2 separate regions of the Ovis aries genome follow, and region 1 is linked to region 2. A link is a contact called in public Hi-C data. All regions are on one chromosome and are shown on one strand. The core of a region is the stretch at or near the end of the contact, and the rest is flanking DNA. Distances in the headings are between cores, read along the strand shown. Region 1 has its middle 8.3 kb from the start of TRNAS-GGA. Region 2 has its middle 6.7 kb from the start of TRNAG-CCC.

Region 1 (6,181 bases), core at 1,857-4,356, 820 kb after region 2:
TACCTCTTATCTGAAGAAATACAAACTCAATGAAATTGGTTGGAATATTCCAACCAACTTATGCATCAGCCAGAGAAGCGACTTTCAGACAGAATCTGTAAGTTGATGCATTACTTTCTTACATTACAAAACATACCATATGGTGGTTGAAGACAACACACATTTATCTTTCACAGTGTTTTCTGGGTTAAGAGCCCAGGCACTCTGAGTTGAGTCTTTGCCTAGAATCACAGGCTGTAGTTAGGATAGTGACCAGCGATGAATTCTCATCAGATGCTTGCTTGGGGAAGCTTCCTTGAAGTTGTAGGACTCACAGCAGATCACTTCTTCAAGGCCAGCAATGGCGAGAGAGATTAGAGCAAGTCTTCAAGCAACAGGGTCTTGAACGATGTACCTCATCGCAGAGCAGCAGCTCACCACTTTGGCCGGACTGGATCAGTTGCAGCTAAGCCTGAGGTCCTGCCTACCCCCAGGTGGAGAGTATCATCAGGCTCCTCCACCCATGGGATTTTCCAGGCAAGAGTACTGGAGTGGGTCGCTATTGCCCTCTCCAATACAGAGATGAATACACCGATGAATGGGATCATGGTGGGGGTGGGGTATGGGGAGAAGATGCGAGAACCTAGACCTGTCTGTCACCGTGGTCATCATATCTCATTTCCAAGCTTAAAAAAAGGAAAAATGGTAAGTATTTCTTCAGTTCAGTTCAGTCGCTCAGTCGTGTCCGACTCTTTGTGACCCCATGAATTGCAGCACGCCATTAAATACACCTTATTTCAGAAAATAAAGCTAGAACGAATTCAAGATGTCTCATCTACCTGATCACAGTGATTCCCCCAGGTCAGTGCTGAAGACTGGGTACCTTGCGCACCAATTAAGAAGTTTGCGACGCTGCATTTCGTAACAAAGTTAAGAAATGCTGGGGAGTTCTGAAAGAATAAAAGATAAATGACAGTATCCATGACACAATTCCTTAAGATTGCATTACCCTGCCTTATGTGTTAAAAACAGACTCATTTTGTAGATAAAAGTAAGCTTCTTAGGAATTAAATATCTGCTGATGGATTGCCTAGGACTGTAACCCCCTGAGGGTCTGAATTCCTTTTGAGGTCTCTATCAGGAGCGAGGGAAAAGAGCACTGGTCGTGTGGCCTTACAAGCAACGCAGAGGTATTAACACAACAAAAAGATGGCATTCCTCTGTTTTATGCATGACAGGGAAGACAGTACTCTAGACACTTCTTCAGATGTTGTCCGCACATATACATGTTACCCATACATGTTACACACACATGTGTGTTACGGAGGCGGCACTTCATTAGTAGAGAATATATGAGTCTGGACATTAAAATATGGATCTGAGCTTGATAATGCCATCAAGAACTTGTGTCTTTGGAGCTTTCCGCTCTGTTTTCATGCTGCTGATTCAACCTAAAATGGCTTCCATCATGATCTCAAAATTCTTGCCAACAGTTCCTGGGGCTCCACATATTTTTGATCACATTCATTGGGAAGGGTGAGAGGAGAATCCTTGCCAGGATTTCTGGAAAGCTGGTTGGTGTAGTTTGAAATATTTGTCCATTCCTGGGCTAATCCCACTGTGACTGCTTAACCCAGGTCACTCACTCCACTCCTAAATCCAACGGTGGAGCCAGCTTCTCTAGAACCACATGGATTTCCCCTTCTAGAACCACTGATGCTCTGGGATAGTGGGAAGGAGAGGTGGGTAATGGATGCCAGGGAGACTGTCAACAATTTTTCCCTAAAGCGTGGTAGCAGGGTGATAGGAAGCTGGCAGGTTGTGCTTATCTGACCTCTTCCTCCTAATTGCCTGTACAGTGGACATAAAAGAACAAAGAGTTAGTAGAACCTGAAGCCACGGGTTGGAGCAGGGTCTCCACAAGGAAATACAAATACAAATACAAAGTGGGATGGTTGCTGAAAACCAAGAGCAGAGGCGTCTTTGCCTTGCCTTGAGAACTAGAGCAGAGACCAAGCATCCACCATCCCTTGACTGATCAGCCAGCAGGGACCCAGAAACCACTGTGGGAGAGGTCACTTCTTAGAAGCTGCCTAGTTTCAGAGGATCTCTGTGGGGTGCCCATCCAGCTGGGCAGTTGCCTGGAGACCCACATTGATCCTGTCTCTGTTTTGGGGACAGAGTTACTCTTTCCCCTGGGAAGATAGGAGAGCTCAGTGGTTTGTCCCTCTGCATGAGAGTTGGTTGACTGCCACTCAGAGAGACCAGAAACTTGTTTGCCTTTTACCTCACACAGGTTTGCTGTTGCTTAAGAGTTTCTTGCAGCTTTTCCTAATGGCCAATGAGATGGAGTCACGAAGCATAGAAGAGGGAAGAAAGAAGATACTCACTGCCAAGGTCTCAGTCACCAGAGAGAAGAAACCAAGGCAGCAGACACATCAAACTGGTGCCTCCCACTTGGGAAGACAGAACTGGAAGAGTCGGGTGAGAATGTTATCCACGCACTAGTAAGAATTCTCAAGGAGCTTCACCAAAAGCATGAAATGAATTTGTAAAGACATGATTTTCAAAATCCAATACATGAGTGTTCATGTATTTGTTCAGATCTTCCATAAAAGACCAAGTGGAATGATTATCTCAGAACATAAAGCAAAAATACAAAGAGGGAAATCATGAGGAGAAAGAGGAGACTTGGAGGATGCGACCAAGGAGACGGAACGTGTGACGAGAAAATAATTCGACAAGAAACAGGACATGTGAAGAAGAGCTATTGCAGCAAACGGGAAAGAATCCTCTCATCCGAATGAAGAGTCAGACCAGCAACTGGCAGGACCGACTTGTCTTAAGCGATATTAGTACTCTGCCATGTGCCCTACTTTGTAGAAGGCACGTGCTCAATGTTATGGGCTAAATTGGGTCCCCCTCCAAGTTTGTATGTTAAAGTCCTGTCTCCAAGGACCTCAGAATGTGACTTTACTTGGAAACAGATTTGCTGCTTTTCTAATTAGTTAAGACGAGGTCATAGGGAGTAGGGTGGGCCAGTATGACTTGTGTCCTCGCAAAATAGGAATATACGGACACAGATACAGACATGAATAGCAGGAAGACGGTGTGAACACACAGTGGGAAGGTGGCCACCTACAAGCCAAGGAGGCAGGCCTGGAACACACCCTTCCCTCGCATCCCTCAGAATGAACCAACCCTGTCCCCATCACCATCTCAGACTTCCAGCCTCCAGAACTGTGAGGAAATGAATTCTTGGTGAAAACCAGCCCAGACTGTGGTTCCTTGTGTTGGCAGCTATAGCAAACCAATCCATGTGGCTCTAGCCCGAGGAAATTGGTAAATTAGAACAAAAAAAAATCTTAGGAGCACACAGAAAGAAAAAATAGATTATTAAAAGAAAAAAATCAGAGTAGCATACAGCTTGTTTCCATCAACAGTCCTTTTTAAAGGATTAATTAATCACACCCGTGGCCCTTTACTCCTTCCAGTTTGTTCTGCCTCTCCACCCACGCATCCCTGGAGACCTCCTCTGGCAGCAGCTCCTGGACTGCATGCAGTGAGAGATCTGGTGTGTGCATGCTTGTGCGTGCTCAGGCACTCAGGCGCATTCGCCTCTTTGACCCTATGGACTGTAGCCCACCAGGCTCCTCTGTCCATGGGGATTCTCCAGGCAAGAATACTGGAACGGGTTGCCATCCCTTCTCCAGAGGACCTTCCCAACCCAGGGATCTAACCCAAGTCTCCTATGTCTCCTGCGTTGCAGGCAGATTCTTTACCCACTGAACCACGTGGGAAACTGGGAAGACTGGGTGGGCTTCAGTAAAAAGTCTTGCATCTAACCCTTCCCCCCCTTTCCCAACAATCCTCCTCCTCTCTGGGACCCTTAACCAACACATCAGCCTCTTGCGTTTTTGATCTACACTCACTCCTTTAATGACATCTCCAGTGTCATAGCTTGGGGTGCATCTAAGTGTTACTGGCTACCAAATATATATTTCTAACCTAGACTCCTATTCTGAATTCCTTCCATGTTGTGGAAATGCCTATAAACAGTGAAATGGTGGTGCCAACGGACAAGGCAGGTATGGGCATTCTACCCGCAGGACACATCAGTGATGTGTGGATGGTGGGATTCCAGGTCTCCATGAGTCTGATTTTCTCACCAGGGAAGAAATGAAGGAAGTCAGTTCTTAATGTCTGTGTTCTTAATGTCTGTGATATCAGAAGAAGATGGCCATCTTCAGTTTTCTGAGATGGTGATCAGATTGTCAGAGAATAGAGTCTGTCGGTCTCTACTTTGGGAACTGTATTCAGGTTAACTTTGTTGTGAATTACATTGACTGATCATTGGAATGTGCCCTAAGATTACACCCCGCATAAGGAACAAATTTTCAAGTCTGTTAGCTCAAGTTGGGATTGTGTTCCTAAGGTGCCTTGTGTTTGCTTATGTTTTTGACTTACTCTTTTAGGTTCTAAAAGATACATTTACTTTTCCCACAATGGCTATTTATTCCTGGAATTTGTTGCTCTGAGTATTTATCTGCCATGCTTGGTGTGTAAACATCTGTGGCTTTCCTGACTTTTTCACGAATCCCCACATCTCTCTGAGTTCTTTCGCCTTAAATCCCACAGTGGCTCAGCGGTAAAGAATCTGCCCACAATATGGCAGACGCAGGAGGTGCAGGTTCAGTTCTTGGGTTGGGAAGATCTTCTGGAGGAAGGCATGGCAACCCACTCCAGCATTCTTGCCTGGAGAATCCCATGGACAGAGAAGCCTGGCAAGTTACAGTTCATGGGGTCGCAGAGTCGGACACAACTGAAGCGACTGAGCACATTTTGCATTCACAGTGACCTCCATCTATTTTTATTTTTAATCAATCTTGTTGACCTTAGACAAATCACTTCACCTTCCTGTGGGAAGGACTGAGCGGGCTGAGGATCCCTGCCCGAGGAGCAGAGTGGACACTCCTGGCTGTGTTTGGACGATCATCTGCCTTTTAGCAACATAAGTCACTGAGGAGTTAACCTCTGAAGGAATGCCAGTAATCAATAAGCACCCCGTGTCTAGTGTCAATATAGACTTTTTATATCTATATATACTTTTTAACCAGAATGAAAACTAATACAGAGATTCTCCCTTGATGTGTGGAGGCCACCTTGAAAATTTCTATACTTTAATTCCATGGCATTTATCCTAGGTTTGGTTCAATTTATGTGCATTTGAATTCATACAGACCTTGACCGAGACCCCTGGCCACAGAGCCTTGTGAGTGACAGCTTTATTACTTGGCAGCACTTCAAGTCAAGAGGTGAGGGGCTTTTGGTGAAACTCTGTTCCCCGCCCCCGTTTCCATCCACGGGCATAGATATTGTGAGAAGATAATCACTATGGGGAAGAGGAAAGCGGAAGGATATCAGAATAGACCAGACTGGAGAGGCAAACAAAAGTGGACCCTGAGAAAAGCGGGAGAGCAGACAGATGTGTAGCTCAGCAAGAGCCCTGTGGGGGATGGCGAGGCAGCCAATCACATAGGAGCGGTGGCCGGTCAGTTTAATGCATGAGAGTGTTTACCGAAACATTTACCCTTGCATTTGGGCTTCCCTGTAGCTCAGTTGGTAAAGAATCTGCCTGCAATGCAGGAGACACAGGTTTGATTCCTGCGTTGGGAAGATACCCCGGAGAAGGGAATGGGAACCCACTCCAGTATTCTTGCCTGGAGAATCCCAGGGATAGAGGAGCCTGGCAGGCTACTGTCAATGGGGTCGCAGGAGTCAGACACGACTTAGGCACTAAACCACCACTATACTTCCATTTAGAAAGAACTTAGTACTAGAAAAGTCTAGCAGTGGACAATCTCACTAGAAATTTGCCAGGAGGACTTTAAGAAAGAAAATCAGTTGCAAAGCAAAGAACTGCATCCAGAAGTGAACAGCGACGCATGTGTGTGAGTGTGTGTGCACACCCACGTGTGGTATCAAGCCATCCTCGAGACTCAAAGCTAATGGGAAGGGGAAAGAAGGGAGGGAGGGACGCAGAGAGACAACGGCCTCTTTGAATTATGAAACTTGGGAAAGGAATTTTAGGAGGCCTTCCTACTACCTTCCCGGATCCCACATCATCTTTTCTCTTGATTTCCTCCTCCTTCTCTTGATTTCACATCCTTAAGTGACTTCTAAGCAAAGGTTAGAAATGAGA
Region 2 (5,883 bases), core at 2,292-4,791:
CCCTCCAGCCTTGCCTGCAGGGGTATGCAGTGCTGGTCTCCTTGGGTCTGGGCTGTGGCCTGGGTGTTGACAATGTTTAAAGGCCGGTTGGGTGAGTCTGATGTGTGGTCTCTGGGAGGAACAGGCTCCCAGGGTGTTTGGGGCGGGGTGGTCGGAGCAGAAGCACTTCTAGTTCTGTGGGGCCTGAATCCGGTGCAGCCTGGGAACCACTTGTAAGAACAGATAAGTATGGATACACTGAGAAGGTCCAGAAGGGAGAGCACAGTCTCATGCCCTGGGGTCAAAATGTGTAACTTTCAATTCCCTGGTGGCTCAGACAGTAAAGAATCTGCCCACAATGCGGGAGACCCAGCTTCGATCCCTGGATTGGAAAGACCCCCTGGAGAAGGAAATGGCAACCCATCCCAGTATTCTTGCCTGGAGAATTCCATGGACAGAGGAGCCTGGCAAGCTATAGTCCGTGGGGTCGCAGAGAGTCGGACACGACTGAGCGACTGACGTGTTCACTTTCACTTCATTAGAACACAAGGTTACATGAGCAAGTCATTGAGGTCCTGGGGTGCCAGGACCCCAAGTCATCGCCTCCTTGTGCTGGGGTGGGTGGGGCAGAGAACAAGGCCCATCCTGACCATTTTCAGCTATACAGTGACCCCCTCTCTGGTCACAAGTGGAGCCACAGGGAGGAGCTCCCAGGACTGAGCCTGAAGCTATCCCAGAGGGAAGCCCAGGGCCTGGAGGCATATCTTGAGTTCCCAGGGGCCCCATTTCAGCCAGAGGGTAGTTTAAGACCCACGAAGCTTCCTGGCACAGGCGGACATCCTGAGGGACGAGGGACATCACCTTGTCCAGGTGGGCTGTCCAGGTCTGTGCAGGTCCGGCGTTTGGCCCTCCTGGGACAGCTCTGCTGGGCCACACGAGCCCCATGGGAAGGCGGCTGTGGCCCTGCCTCTCTCTACTCCTCATGTGGAACCCATGCTCTAGCTGATAAACGCTTGCCCTGACGTTTCCTTAGAGTCAGCTTCTCAGAGGATCACCTGCTGCCAGGCTCTTTCCAAATAACCCAGTGCCCCCGGGAGCTGTGGGCATGTGAACTGCTGGGAGTCAGAGGACATTGCACTTCAGATGCTGACAGCTGTGGCCCGACTGTCTCCAGGACTCCACCACTTTCTCAGTGAGGGTGCTTGGCCTGACCCCTCCTGCTCCCTGCAGCACCAGGCAGGTTCCTGATCCCTGAGCCAGAGGAGACCGGACTCTGTCCCCACAGAGTCCACAAGTCTGCAGGGGTCGGGGTCAGGGTCACAGGCAGGAGGGCAGTACCAATCCACCGGGTACCAATCACCCTGGGTCCCAGCACCCAGACCAGCACAGGGTCAGAACACAGTGCTGTGTAGCTGAGGACATCTGTGGGCAGGTAGCAGCAAAAGTGCAGGGTCCTGAGAGTCCTGAGAGTCCTTTGAGAAGGCAGGTGCCATCGCTGTGTACCCGCGTGTCTGCTTCTGTGTCCCTTCAAGGCCCATGGGCTCAGAAATGCTGACCTTAGAGGAATATTCTCACTCAGAGAATCTGTGATTCAGCTGACTCGTGGCTCAGATGGTAAAGAATCTGCCTGCAATGTGGGAGACCCAGGTTTGATCCCAGGGTCAGGAAGATCCCTTGGAGGAGGGCACAGCACCCCACTCCAGTATTCTTGCCTGGAGAATCCCATGGACAGAGGAGCCTGGCAGGCCAGAGCCCATGGGGGTAGCAAAGAGTTGGGCACAACTGAACAACTAACACTTTGTTTCAGACATGATTATATTTGCATAAAGAAATACTTTTACTATGGGTCCATGCCTCCAATAGCCTGGCTAGGAACTGCTACCCCCAACCTAGGCCCCCCTGCCTCCAGGTCAGGCAGAGAAATGGGAACCATCTGAGGTACTCCACTATGATCTCTGAACAGCTGTGTTTAACAGCCTAGAGACCCACGTTCACGGCCACAGATCCTTTATCTGCCCCCAGCATTCACCCCAATTCTGGCCAGTCAGACAGTGGGCATGGCAGTGGTGGTGGTGGGGAGACAAGATGTCAGAAGTCACCTGGACAAAAGGGGGCTCTGCTAGAATCCAGGATTCCTTCCCCCCTGCTCCCCTATGTCTGGCCCATCCCATACGGCCCCAAAAGCTTTTCACAGACAGAGCCAGCCACAGGGAGACACAGAATTGCTGGGAGCTGGGGGAGGTCAGGCTCACCTGGAGAAAGTGCCCAGGCATTGATAGTTGGTGTCAAACAGCTGCTGTGTTTACCTGGTGCTGGGCATGGGCCGCGCAGGTGGGCAGCAGGCAGGTAAAGGTACTGAAAGGGGTTTCCCAAGACCCTCACCCACCCGGACAAGGGAACAGTGACAGGGTAGACAGGCAGGTCTGCCCAGGGCCATGTCCCCACAAGCTGCGGCTTCCTGGCTCTCATCAGGGCCTCTCTGTGTGGGTTTGTTCAGCCAGATCTGAGGAGGGATTGTGCCCAGTCCAGCCACTGTGTTCTGGCTTTGCCCTATGACCCCACAGAGCCTTAGTCATCACAACCCCAAGGTCATCATTCTAAACCAGAACTGTAGGGCCTCAGGGTGGAGCCCCTCTGCTCTCCAGCCCCCTCCCAAGTGAAAGAGCTCAAGGAAATTGTGAAATTGGACCAGGCCCCAGTTCCCTCTGCGTCTCTCACAGGTGCCTGGAGAAAGCCACCTCCTCCCTGGTGCAGCTTTAGCTGCTAAATCAGTGATAATCATCCCACCTGTACAGAGGGCTTCTTGGGGAGGAGGTGATGGGAAGTCTGATCAGGGCAGGAAGCAGGAAGGGAACCGGGTGTGCGACCCAGGGTTCCCCCCACCCAGAGTCCACCACCCCTTGGTCCACAAGCCTGTCTGTGGACTGTTTCTCAAGCCATCTGAGAAGCCCACAGGCGCCAGCCCCGGGGCCACCCAGGAATGGGGTAGCATCTCTGTGCAGTTCATGTTCAGGGAGGCACCCACAAGTGTTAGCTGCTCTGAAGCCACCACGTGACAACCTGGTGAGGTCGTTCTGGGCTGCTGGGCACCCTCTTACAATGACCTAGTGAACTAGGGGTGCCAGGGCAGAACAAAGATCCCCAAGTGAGCCATCTTCCTGAAACGGAAGATTAGGGGTCCGGTCCTCCTGAATCTAATGGTGCAGTCCTAACCTGCTGGGGCTCAGTCAGCCTGTGCTAGGGCCAAATCCAGGGTAATTTCTGAGACTTAGAAGCCTCCTCTCCAAGCAAAAACCTTGCCATGTGCTGCAGGGGGTGGGGCGGGGGGAAGTGGGGGGTTATTTCATTGGATTGAACCCCTTTGAAGAGATGGGAAGTGAGGAAAAGAAGGGAAAGACAAAGATGGGAGGGATGACCATCCCATCGAGTCAACATAGGCAGTCTGACCAGACCATGGCAGAAAGGCAGCAGGCTCCCTGGCTCCCTCCCAGGAGCATGGCTGACCGGGGCGCCCTTGGCTGCAGGACAAACACCCAGCGGGGCCGCTCCCCCAGCGGCCACTAGGTGGCAGCGCAACACCTAGGAGAGTTCACCAGTCTTGGAGGCAGCAATTTGCAAGCCTGCTGGCGAAGTGACTCCAGTCCTGTCTTGACTCTTTGCGACGCTGTGGACTGCAGCCTGCCAGGCTCCTCTGTCCATGGAATTCTCCAGGCAAGAATACTGAAGTGGGTTGCCGTGCCCTCCGCCAGGGGATCTGCCTGACCCAGGGATCGAACCCTCCTCTTTTAGGCCTACTGGGTTCTTTACCACTAGCGCCACCTGGGAAGCCCCAGAGGCAGTGATTTAGGTTCCGCCTATTTCCACAACGGAGAAGGCAATGGCACCCCACTCCAGTACTCTTGCCTGGAAAATCCCATGGATGGAGGAGCCTGGTAGGCTGCAGTCCATGGGGTCGCTGAGTCGGGCACGACTGAGCAACTTCACTTTCACTTTTCACTTTCATGCATTGGAGAAGGAAATGGCAACCCACTCCAGTGTTTTTGCCTGGAGAATCCCAGGGATGGGGGAGCCTGGTGGGCTGCCGTCTGTGGGGTTGCACAGAGTCGGACACGACTGAAGTGACTTAGCAGCAGTATTTCCACAAAAGCCTGAAAGTCAACGACAGGTTGCAGTATTGGAAACCACATTTTGGCTGGTAAAAAGATGTAGTGAGTGATTTACTTCAAATGTAAGTGGTTAGCAGCTGGCTACTCTATTCAGGGAAGCAATTTCTAATCTGCCATTAGATATTGACCAGTAGAGGGAATTTGAAAGGCTTCTTTAAGTCCTCTTGTAAAGATCTGCCTGGCTCGCGTTCATTCCTGCTGGCCTGACCTTGAGATGAGCTCATTTTGAGGTGGGAAGCTGAATGGTTGAGGTGGAAGGGTCCCTCATTCACGCCTGTTCTTCCCCAGTCTAGAATTTTGGGAACTAAAGGACTCACCACATATTCCTGGAGAAGGCCACTCAGACTTCAGAAATACTCAGATTGCTTAATTCAGGCTTGTATAGTCCAAGCCTTTGATTAAAAGAAATCTATAAACAATGTATTTGCTATGTAGTCAGCATGGTTTGGATGCAGGTTCTAAGGGGGTAACACAAAGGGTCCCCAGGTCTAACCCACCCTGTTTTACAAGGGGAGCAACTAAGTCCCCAAGATGGGTGTGGTTAGAGCCTGTGGAGTTCATAAATACTTACTCGGAGCTCTTTCTATTCCACCCAGGTCACCGATCGTCAGCAAGTGGAGGAAATCCCACTGCAGGGCTGAAATATCGTTTCCTGATTCCCAGACATGGAGCAAAGCCAAGGATGAGCTGCCTCCTTGACACACCCCCAAATATCTGAGAAATGTCAAGAGTGACAGATCACCCTTCTAGGTTGGTGTTTCTACATTTTCTCTTACTTCCTTCTAGTTAACTGACTCCTGATCTGCGGATAACATTCACACAGAGGGCAGGGATTTAGACCCTAAACAAATGTGCTTTGTGGTCCAGTTTCCCCTGCACTTGGGCACACCACCATGAAGAATTTCAAGTGACCCACTTGGGAGCTGAGTCCAAGCCCTCCCACCATAGCACCTCCAGGCAAAGTCCTGGTCCCCACATGGGGAGATTCAGCTCAAGAAATAAGCTCCAACCTGTGCATCACGCCTTATCATATCTTTCTGCAGCATGAGAGGGTGAGGCTAGAGTTAGAACTTATGTGCTGGATGAGGAATGGATTAGAGAAAGAAGGGCAGGCTTTGAGGGCAGTGGGGACTTGTTGTTCAGGCAGTAAGTCATGTTCAACTTTTTGTGACCCTGTGGACTGCAGCACTCCAGGCCTTCCTGTCCTTCATTATCTCACAGTTTGCTCACACTCATGTCCATTGAGTCGATGATGACATCCAACCATCTCATCCTCTTCTCCTCTTGCCTTCAGTCTTTCCCAGAATCAGAGTCTTTTCTAATGAGTTGGCGCTTCACATCAGGCGGGTAAAGTATTAGAGCTTCAGCTTCAGCATCAATCCTTCTAATGAATATTCAGAGTTGATCTCTTTAGGATAGACTAGTTTGATCTCCTTGCTGTCCCAGAGGCTCTCAAGGGTCTTCTCTAGCACCACAGTTCTAAAGCATGAATTCTTTGGCAGCAGTGGGGGGAAATCTCCCTAAACTTTGCCTCCCAGGCATCTACAGAGCCTGGCCTTACACAAGGAGTCCAAGAGATCCTCAGCACCCAGGCGGCAACTCTGGGACCAGATGCCAAAACTGGACTCATAAGAGCAAGGGCAGCCGCTGCATGGTCTTCGTTTGTCCAGACTTTCCAGGATCAAGGGCCAAAGGCCTCTCTGTTCACACGTGGACCCCAAGGCTGGAGAGTTCTTTG

What was found. A called contact is a pair of places that touch in the nucleus more often than the background predicts.
Region 1: a Hi-C map of muscle shows a contact between it and region 2, with 5 times the contacts expected there. The contact joins two enhancer-like sites. A contact is called at or near these places in 9 of 16 Hi-C or Micro-C datasets (blood, liver, mixed tissues and 4 more).

Annotation. Positions count from the first base shown.
Region 1 is chr2:26,746,940-26,753,120 of ARS-UI_Ramb_v3.0, forward strand. No RefSeq gene overlaps it. Among named protein-coding and RNA genes, the nearest start is that of TRNAS-GGA, 8.3 kb to the left of the region's middle. Within about 2 kb of position 3,107, at least 1 of the 54 cell types and tissues checked has an H3K27ac peak or open chromatin away from gene starts, as enhancers often do.
Region 2 is chr2:25,927,745-25,933,627 of ARS-UI_Ramb_v3.0, forward strand. No RefSeq gene overlaps it. Among named protein-coding and RNA genes, the nearest start is that of TRNAG-CCC, 6.7 kb to the right of the region's middle. Within about 2 kb of position 3,542, at least 5 of the 54 cell types and tissues checked have an H3K27ac peak or open chromatin away from gene starts, as enhancers often do.